2 separate regions of the Triticum aestivum genome follow, and region 1 is linked to region 2. The links are chromatin contacts, called in public Hi-C maps. All regions are on one chromosome and are shown on one strand. The core of a region is the stretch at or near the end of the contact, and the rest is flanking DNA. Distances in the headings are between cores, read along the strand shown.

Evidence for each region. Hi-C and Micro-C count contacts between places; a contact is called where the count stands out from the background.
Region 1: a contact with region 2 is called in a Hi-C map of leaf, with 3 times the contacts expected there. The contact joins the promoter of LOC123106058 here to the promoter of LOC123106054 in region 2.

Annotation. Positions count from the first base shown.
Region 1 is chr5A:692,317,268-692,322,345 of IWGSC CS RefSeq v2.1, forward strand. LOC123106058 (mediator of RNA polymerase II transcription subunit 12) reads left to right here and starts at 3,273. Exons shown (of 11, transcript XM_044528259.1): 1 at 3,273-3,901; 2 at 4,842-4,901. The coding sequence starts at 3,768.
Region 2 is chr5A:692,058,226-692,062,898 of IWGSC CS RefSeq v2.1, forward strand. It overlaps LOC123106054 (probable apyrase 3), which reads right to left and starts at 1,553. Exons shown (of 7, transcript XM_044528252.1): 1 at 1,227-1,553; 2 at 995-1,123; 3 at 797-853; 4 at 580-672; 5 at 232-437. The coding sequence starts at 1,502.

The DNA.
Region 1 (5,078 bases), core at 2,023-4,522, 260 kb after region 2:
GCCCCTCCCACCCCCTCTCACGTAACCTAGAGAGGTGGGGACGCTTCCCCTAGGGCAAGTGCCCCTCCCGGCTTGGGGGGCTAGTTTCCTAGGGGTGGGGGCGCCCAAACCCACCTAGGGTTTCCCCTGTGGCCACCGCCCCTCCCCTAGGGAAACCCTAGGGCGCCTCCTCCTCCCCCTTCCCCCTATATATAGTGAGGGAGAGAGAGGGCAGCCGCAACCCCTTTCCTGGCGCAACCCCTCCCTCTTCCAACACCTCCTCCTCCGTAGTGCTTAGCGAAGCTCTGCCGGAGAACCACGAGCCCCACCACCAGCACCACGCCGTCGTGCTGCCGGAGCTCTCCCTCAACTTCTCCTCTCCCCTTGCTAGATCAAGGAGGAGGAGACGTCCCCGGGCTGTACGTGTGTTGAACGCGGAGGCGCCGTCCGTTCAGCGCTTGATCGGATCTTCCGCGATTTGAATCGCCGCAAGTACGACTCCATCAACCGCGTTCTTGTAACGCTTCCGCTTAGCGATCTTCAAGGGTATGAAGATGCACTCCCTCTCTCTCTTTGCTAGCATCTCCTAGATTGATCTTGATGACATGTAGGAAAATTTTGAATTATTACTACGTTCCCCAATAGTAGAACCTCCCCGGCAACGGCGCCAGAAATTCTTCCTGCTACTTTTCGAGCTTGCATTGATTTTTTCCTTGAAGAGTAAAGGGTGATGCAGCAAAGTAGAGATAAGTATTTCCCTCAGTTTGAGAACCAAGGTATCAATCCAGTAGGAGGTACATGAAAGTCTCCAATCTATGCACCTACACAAACAATCAAACACTTGAACCCAACGCGATAAAGGGGTTGTCAATCCCTTCACGGTCACTTGCAAGGATGAGATCTGATAGAGATGGATATAATAGATTACTAAAACGTAAAACAAAGTAAAAACAAATAAATTGCGGCAAGGTATTTTTTGGTTTATAGATCTGAAAATATATAATGGAAAATAGACCCGGGGGCCATATGTTTCACTAGAGGCTTCTCTCTTAAAAGAAAGCATACGGTGGGTAAACAAATTACTGTCGAGCAATTGACAGAGAAGCGCAAAGTTATGACGATATCCAAGGCAATGATCATGAATATAGGCATCACGTCTGTGTCAAGTAGACCGACTCCCGCCTGCATCTACTACTATTACTCCACACATCGACCGCTATCCAGCATGCATCTATAGTACTAAGTTCATAAGAACGGAATAATGCCTTAAGATGACATGATGTAGAGGGATAAACTCAAGCAATATGATGAAAACCCCATCTTTTTACCCTTGATAGTAACAATACAATACGTGCCTCGCTACCCTACCATGTCACTGGGTGAGGACACCGCAAGATTGAACCCAAAACTAAGCACCTCTTCCATTGCAAGAAGAACCAATCTAGTTGGCCATACCAAACCGATAATTCGAAGAGAAATACAAAGATATTTGATCATGCATACAAGAATTCAGAAAAGACTTAAATAATATTCATAGATAAATCTGATCATAAATCCACAATTCATCGGATCTCGACAAACACACCGCAAAAGAGGATTACATCGGATAGAACTCCAAGAACATCGAGGAGAACATGGGATTGAAGATCATAGAGAGAGAAGAAGCCATCTATCTACTAGCTATAGACCCGTAGGTCTGTGGTAAACTACTCACGCTTCATCGGAAGGGCAATAGAGTTGATGTAGATGCCCTCTGTAATTGAATCCCCCTCCGGCAGGGTGCCGAAAAAAGCCCCAAGATGGGATCTCATGGGAACAGAGGCTTGCGACAGTGGAAACGTTTTTTGGTGGATGCTTCTGGTTGTTTGGGAATATTTGGGAATTTATAGAACAAAAATTAGGGTTGGAGTAGTCCTGTGGGACCCACAAGCCAAGGGGCGCGCCCTGAGGGCTTGTGGAGCCCTCGGGACTTTTCCGGCCCTCTCTCCAAGCTCCGTGGATGTCTTCTGGTCCAAGAAAAATCACCACAAAAGTTTTATTCCGTTTGGACTTCGTTTGATATTCCTTTCCTGTAGAACTCAAAAGCAAGAAAAAAACAGAAACTGACATTGGGCTTGAGGTTAATAAGTTAGTCCAAAAAAATATAAAATAATATATTAATGCATATAAAACATCCAAAATAGATAATATACTAGCATGGAACAATAAAGAATTATAGATACGTTGGAGACATATCATGGCCAGCGCAATCATGCTGCCGCCCAACGATGTGGAGAACCGGGTCGGAGCATGCTGCCGCGCTGGATGAAAACCGACCATCTCCGGTGTTATGGACGATCTCGACAACTGGTAGTACGAAGGGCGAACGACCGACGAGCCTGTGCTCGCCGCTGCCATGGTGGCGGCGAAGAGAATGGCCGGCGTGGGTCGGCTAAACCCTAGCATGAGGAGGGCGTGCGTCGTCACTGCCTCTCTGGCCTTGGCGACGATGGCCTTGTTTTCCTTGACGCCGGCCTTGCGCTGCGCGGCCGCGACCTCGAGGGCGAAGTCGGCAACGGCTTTCTTCTCCGCCTGAACGGTCCGTCGGGACCTCCTCTTGGCCGATTCTTTGTCGAGCCACGTGATCTCCGCCGGCGTGAGCTTCGACCGCACTTTCTTCTTCTTCTTCATTGTGGGGTAGGCGGTGGTGGCAGCTGGGTCAACGGGTTTCTTCGGGGCGTCGGCCATGGAGGTGGGAGTGGAGGGGGAGCGCGGGAGGGTTTTTGGGAATGAGAGAGAAAGTAGAAGCGTTGTGTCCCAGACGGGCGAGCCGGTGGAGGACAAGGGCGCGTGTCCCGCCTGTCCGTTTCGACAACTTCTCTCTTCCAACCACCTGATGCCACAAGCCATCCGTAAAGTATAATATGTATAACCTATCCGTAAGTGTAGCATTATTGCTCATCACACACGCCACTTTCCCCCGAAAGAGCTTCCCATCTGATAAAAGGGGCTGGCTCCACCACCACATATATATTCTTAATTTTACCAAAAGCAGCTTAAAGCATCTAAGCATCACATACTGTTGCCAAGATGCAAAGGTGATGTATTTTTGGGACATTAGAGATTCAGTTTCTCACCTTTATGCCACCAAGAGGGCATACATATATAGGACAAAGACTCTTGTCGAGACCAGATCCCTCTTGTTCTCCATCCATCATCGTCGTCACAATCTAGAGAGAGAGAGAGTGACCAGCAGTAGAGAACTAGAGATAGAGAGAGAGCCCATCCGACCATCGACTCCAGTCCTAGAGAGAGAAAAATCCATCGGAGGGGAAGGAAGCAACGAGGGAGGGAGGGAGGAAGGAAAGGAAGCAGCTTTAAAAAAGAGTCAAACTCCGTCCGGCTCCCCCACTTTCTCTCTCTACATCGCCCAATCCCCCCGCACCAATCGCCGTCGCGTCACTGCCCCGTCCCCCCCTCCGCGCTCGCTCCTGCTCCCCTCCCCTCCACTCCGCGCCGCTGCCCCGCCTAGGGTTCCGGCCGCCCGATTGGGAAACCCTAGCTCCTCCTCCGGCGCCGGAAGCCGGCGCCTTTCTTCCCTTTTCCGGAAAAATTCTCCGCGGATTCCCGACTTCCGGCCGCCAAAACCCTAGCTTTGGGGTTGGGATCGGGGAATCCGGGCGGCGCGCGCGCGGATCCCGCCCGAATCGGCGGGGAGGCGCCCTGATCCGCCCCTAGGGTTTCGCGGGGGACCCGGCCCATGTTCGCGGCGGCGGCAGCGGCATGCTGCTGCTGACTCGCTGGGCGAGATGCAGAGGTACGCGGGCGCCGGCAACAGCAACAGCTCTGGGTTTAGCGGTGGCCCGGCGTCGGCCGGCGGCAGGGACAGCTCCAGGCTCGATGTCTCGCCCTACGCTCCGCCCAATTACCCCCTGAACCCGAGGTATTAACACGTCCCTGTTCTGCTCTGCCCGTGCAAATTTAGTTGCTTAATCAAACCGGTATCGACAATCGCCTAGTGTTAGCGAGCCGAGGCGCGCCAGTTAGTCTGTGTTCAGTTAGCAGTAGTCTCTCATGGATCACTAATTACTCAGTAAGCTAAAAGGTATGGCGCCGTAGTAATGGCGTTCCGTTAGAGGCATTACTGCGTTCCGTTACTACGCCACGTGTACGCTCGAACTTCCAATAATGAACCCACTGTATGCTATACTTGGAATTTTCAGCGTATGGAAAGAAATGAATAGCTACCCTTTATATGAACTATTATTCTGTCACAACCTAGTGCTGTACAGGCGAAGCTATTTTAATTGAACCAAGTGCAAGCTAAGCCATCATATTTACTGTCATTTGTCTTTAAGTTGGACTAGCTAGCTCATATTTTGAATAACACTTCACAGTTTCGCGGTATCATTCATTATCTATGGCATTACATTATACTTCAATCTATATTGTTGAACAAAAAAGGAACTGCAGACTCTGTTTGTTGCAAAATGGAGATTTTTGTTTTGCATTGGGGTGAAATAAACCCCCAACCTTCACAGCTAATTTAACTCGAGGAATAAAAAATGCATCTTTTTTCCCCCTAAAAAGGAGAGTCTTTTGTCACTTTTATCCTATACCATAAATTCACATTTTCTAATATAACTACTACCTCCGTTCCAAAATCAATTAATTGTTGCCAAAACGTCATATATTTTGGAATGGAGGTAGTAGAACATAGGGTTCTTGATGGCTAGAAAAACAATATGCTGGTGCCAAAATCAATTAATTGTTGCCATGTTTCCGGTGAAGTAAGTTGACACTATTATCCAAATCTGTCATTTGCATTTTCCTGTGCCAGTAATAGGTTGTGACCTGTGTTTCCTAATACTACTGTTTTTCAGGCGACAACAACAGCTAGCTCCGTACAGGCTAAAGTGTGACAGGGAACCACTTAACAACAAGTATGTATTAACTTCTGAACCAAAAGCACTTCACTGAAAGAGCCAGAGTATGCTTATTAATTTATTGTCCGCCTCACAGTGGTTGTATTTTGGTTACTTTCTTTGCCCTTAGTTTCAGCATTGACTCATTGTTTGCATATGTGAACACATCTCCATTGCTCTTTTCGGCAACAGATA
Region 2 (4,673 bases), core at 303-2,802:
TATAGAAAATAATATGAACACTTACAATAATACATCTATATGATGTGAACATATATCCAATCATGATTCTAATCATATTAAAGTTTTTCCTTCAAACTTGATCAAAATTTATAAAGTTTGATTTTGGACAAAGCTTATATGTAGAACAAATCAATACAAAGGGAATAACAGAGATGGATGCACAGTAATAAGTAAAATAACAAAGGAGGGAGCTAGCCGAGGGTAAGTAACCTGTGAACATAGACGTTGTAATCTCTTCCTTTGAGATACTCTTTGGTGACGTATGGATCGTCCCCTTGAGGCACCACGGGAGCGGCAGCGGCGGCATCCGCAGAGATGGCATATGCCATCTGCACGGATCCGCCTCCAAGGTCGATCACACCCACCGTCTTGGAGTAGTCTCCTCCCAGATTACCCAGCAGGTAATTCAGAGCAACCTATGAGTACGGTGCAATATCAATTTGTGTGACAACAGTAAATACTTCTACGTGGATACGTATATAAATTGAGTATAGTAATAATTACTTAAGTTCTTTTTTTTGCGGGTGAATAATTAATTAAGTTCAACTAAGTACGTACCCATAGGTAAGATCCTTCCTGGGACCCCGTGAGAACATTGATCCAACTGGGATTGTACTGGAATTTGCTCTTGCTGTGGACAGCATCCCTCACCTGTGCGTACATGTTTTGGTTAGGAATAATAATCAATTCAAACAAGTCCGTCCGTTTGAAATTTTAGAAAATATGTAGATACTGAAACAAGAGTAGAATATATATAGAGATAAAACATAATTACTGCTTCAAGAATTTGCTCCGCTTTCTCGTCTCCGATGAGCCTGAGCCCAGCCGTCGCCTGCACATATTAATTCCATTTCTGGTTTTAGCGATTGATTTCTGTCCCATATACAAATTTAGTTCCAGTTTGTAGTACGTAGTAAACTAGGTCCTGGACAAATTATTTGTTATTACTATATATAGTTTTTTAAGAACGGACCCCTAGTTTGACGGGAGTTTTCTTCATGAGCCAGCGAGGCACGGTGCTCTTGGCCTTCTCCAGCAGAGGCACGATGGACTTGGCCGCCTCCTGCGGCCGTCCGGCGTACGCGCTCAGCCCCGGCTCCACCTTTTTTGCACCAACAAATCAAAACGAAGATAATTAAGAGGAAAGCAACAGCATACGATACTCCTAGAATAGATTGCTATGCGTCGTGCGCATAAATATATACCTTGGCGAAGACCTCGATGTCGTCGCCGTCGCCAATGTCGATGAGCTCCATCTTCTTGTCGAACTGGAAGACGTGGACGCGCGTGCCCGTGCTGCCCGCGTCGAAGATCACCGCGTACTTCCCGGGCGCCGCCTTCTTCAGCTCGGGCTCCTCCTCGGCAACGGCGCCAATACCGGCCTTCCGGCCGAGCACCGCCGCGTCGGCCGCAAAGGCGGAGCCGGCGAACGAGAAGGCCATGAGGAGGAAGAGGAGGACGCCCGAGGCATGGTGAGCCATGGCGAGCTGCTGCTGGAGTGCTGGTGGGTGGCTCGTGCGCGTGCTCGACTGAGCAGCCGAAAGGGTATTAAAAGGAGGCAGGAGTTTTCATGGGCAGCCCCAGGGTTTGGTAGGCCGTGCAGCTGAGTCCCTGCCATGCAAAACAATCCATCTTACTGTAGGGAGGGGAGGGTACCGTGAGTAAGACTAGTGCATGCATGCATGCACCTCGATCGTGTGTGTGTGTGTGTGTGTGTGTGTGTGTGTGTGTGTGTGTGTGTGTGTGTGTGTGGATCTCATCGTGAAATGATACATGATCTGGATGGATGGGGTTGTTGGATCTGAAGCATCGATCTACCAATGCAAGTTACTGTATGTGCCGCTAGTATCGCTAATGCTAATCAACTGTGAGTATGGCACTAGTATCATGCAACAACTTATCCATCCAAAAAAGTTGTCCCCTGTGGGGCCCCCTCCACGCGAAACACGCTGCATGTCTAAACAAATATTGTGGCGGGACCCTTACCCGACGTGCGCACGACACGGACAAATGCATGCGCCTCCAAAAGATCATTTCGCTGGCCGGCCCAGTCAGGCAGTCACTCTCTCGCCGATCTCCACCCACATATGGAATGTAATCACAGGTCACAGCTAACGTAGTTCGGAGCATCTACGTACATCGCTTCTTCTATATATTCCGTTGCCTAAATGTTCATGTACACCACGGTCTAATACGGAACCCTAGTTTTCCTTCAGATTGTTCTACGTTCTCCCCCCATGTATTGTGATGGCATCTTACCGCCGACAATTCAACTACCATTTCAACAGGGTGAATATCTGGTGCTACAGGAGCACCTCACATTAGGTGCTCCCGTTTTCAAAACGCACATATAAATGTTTCAAAAAAAATTGTGGATGTTAGCATCACATGAATGTACAATCCCTAAAAAATTCAAATCAAAATTCAAAACGCACATTGAGAAACAAAGAAGACAAATCCAACATAAATGTTTTGCAGAAAATCCCCCAAACATTCCAAAAATGACACTTTGGTCCACATCCCGTGATGCTGTCCAGTGGATCTCAGATCGACGGCTGAGAACGCGCGGGAGCACCTAATGTGAAGTGCTCCCGTAGCACTGGATATTTTCCCCATTTCAATATCAATAATCCGAACTTCGTCCCTCTACCCATGTGATGTCATCGCATCCGAGCTGCCCAAGCATGGGGTCTCCAGAAATGCGCCGGCGGCCCACTTCCTCTCCTTCCTCGCCTAATCCAGTTGGATGGCGCATGGAGGCGAACGGTTCAACGCCGAGCATCTCCTTTCCCATCGGTTCTAGACGGACGCCAAACGGTAGCCCCCGGATCGACCACGATATTCCCTTCCCGAACTCCTCCACCCCCACCCTCGCCCTCATCGCATTCACGAGAATGGAGCCCACCTTGCAGGACGTTGCGGCCACTCAGACCCCGCGGAGCTCGCGCGGTGCCCTCATGTTTTCTGGATGGTGGCACGACAAAGGCTCGGAAAGGGTGGTTCGTGTTTCATTGTTGTGGACGATGTCGAGCCGTTTTTGGACGGTGTTTAAATTTAGGCAATGCTTTACACAACCACATGCATGATGATTTTGTCACTTCAGTGTCTAAATCAGCTATACACAACGCTTTAGACATGTTGCTAGAGATGCTCTTAACTTCTATTTTTGTTTCATGATATGAACTATAGCGTTATTCAGTTATCGTTCGAATAACTATGAGACTAGGAGCAGAAGGACGCTTTGCCGCACTGGCTATATTTTTTCCCGTAGGGTTTATTTGTTAGTTGTGTGTTTACTCAAGGGTCGTTTTGTGTCATTGTTTTCATGCTTTTTGTATAGGTGGCCGCCGTGCGAGAGATCCGTGGAAATGTAGATATAGTGAAAGAGGTGACACATATACACACGGACATCTAGTAAATGTGTCTGGTTTGGCCCAACAAACTCTATATATAAACAATGATGCTTTACTTTGCTTGTTTCACCTTGTCTTTTTGTTGTGTTCTATTCCAGAAAGATCTCGTCACCTCTAGTTCTTAGGTTTGCGGTAATGGCGTCCTCTCTGCATTGTGGTTTTACGAATTGACTAGGGGATTAATGTTTGTCCCAACTTTTGTGCGGTCACGAGTCTTTTCTGTTGGAGACATAAGCCGGATGAGAGATGGAGGATATTCAAGACCATATTCCTCGGTAGCAATTGATCATAAATGTAATTGGTAGAGGCAATATACAGAGAATGATGACACATGTTACATAGTAATTGCGAGATCGAGTATGAAAGATACACAACCAATTTTTAATGATTGTGATGTCCAAATGATCCAATTGCTTTGAAAATCATGCTTAGCAGTGTTGATAGCTTACTATTGAACCCACACTAAGTGTATGAAATACAAAATGAGAACACAAAATATCAATATAGGAAAAATTAAACAAGTAAAAATAAGCACGGGTCATGTCATACATAGTACTTAAACTATTGGAGCGCCCTCGAAGCACTCTACACACATCATGCATATTTATTCTCCAACCACAAGCACCCCACCCTTCCAAATATAACTTGTTCCATCCGGATATACCCAATGGAACCTTAATCTACTTGTATCCGAATTAAGAAAAATAGCGAAAAGGTCAAACATTCCTGAAACTTTTGTTGTAACAAACATGGTCAGTGTTATACTCACGTGTAAAGTTTCGCGAAGGAATGGCTTCTGTGGTATTCTGTGTGAAAAACAAAACAAAGTCAATATATATACCTAATAATAATGGGAGGTGCGTTTCTCTAATTTTTTGGTCCATTCACCGTATAAAGTTGTCTTCCCCTGTACCTATCTGAGGTGGTAATAAAAAAATTGTCCGTCGATGCTTAAATAAATATTAAGGCTGGAACTCTGAACCGTGTAGTCAAGGGGGAGTCAGTCCCCTACATGGGCAAAGGGTCCTAAAACCCATCAACTCAATAAGTTGGCTCTTGCTATTATCATTAAATAGTACCACCTCGCTTCCTTAGAACCGAAGCCACCAATTTATATACGTCTTGGGGTTACCTGTTATCGATTAACTTAATAAGTCGGCTCGAAAATCAATAAACGAAAGATGAGGACGATGACGTGAGAAGAAGAGAAAGAGTCCTGCCAAAGGAAGGAAGGGATGT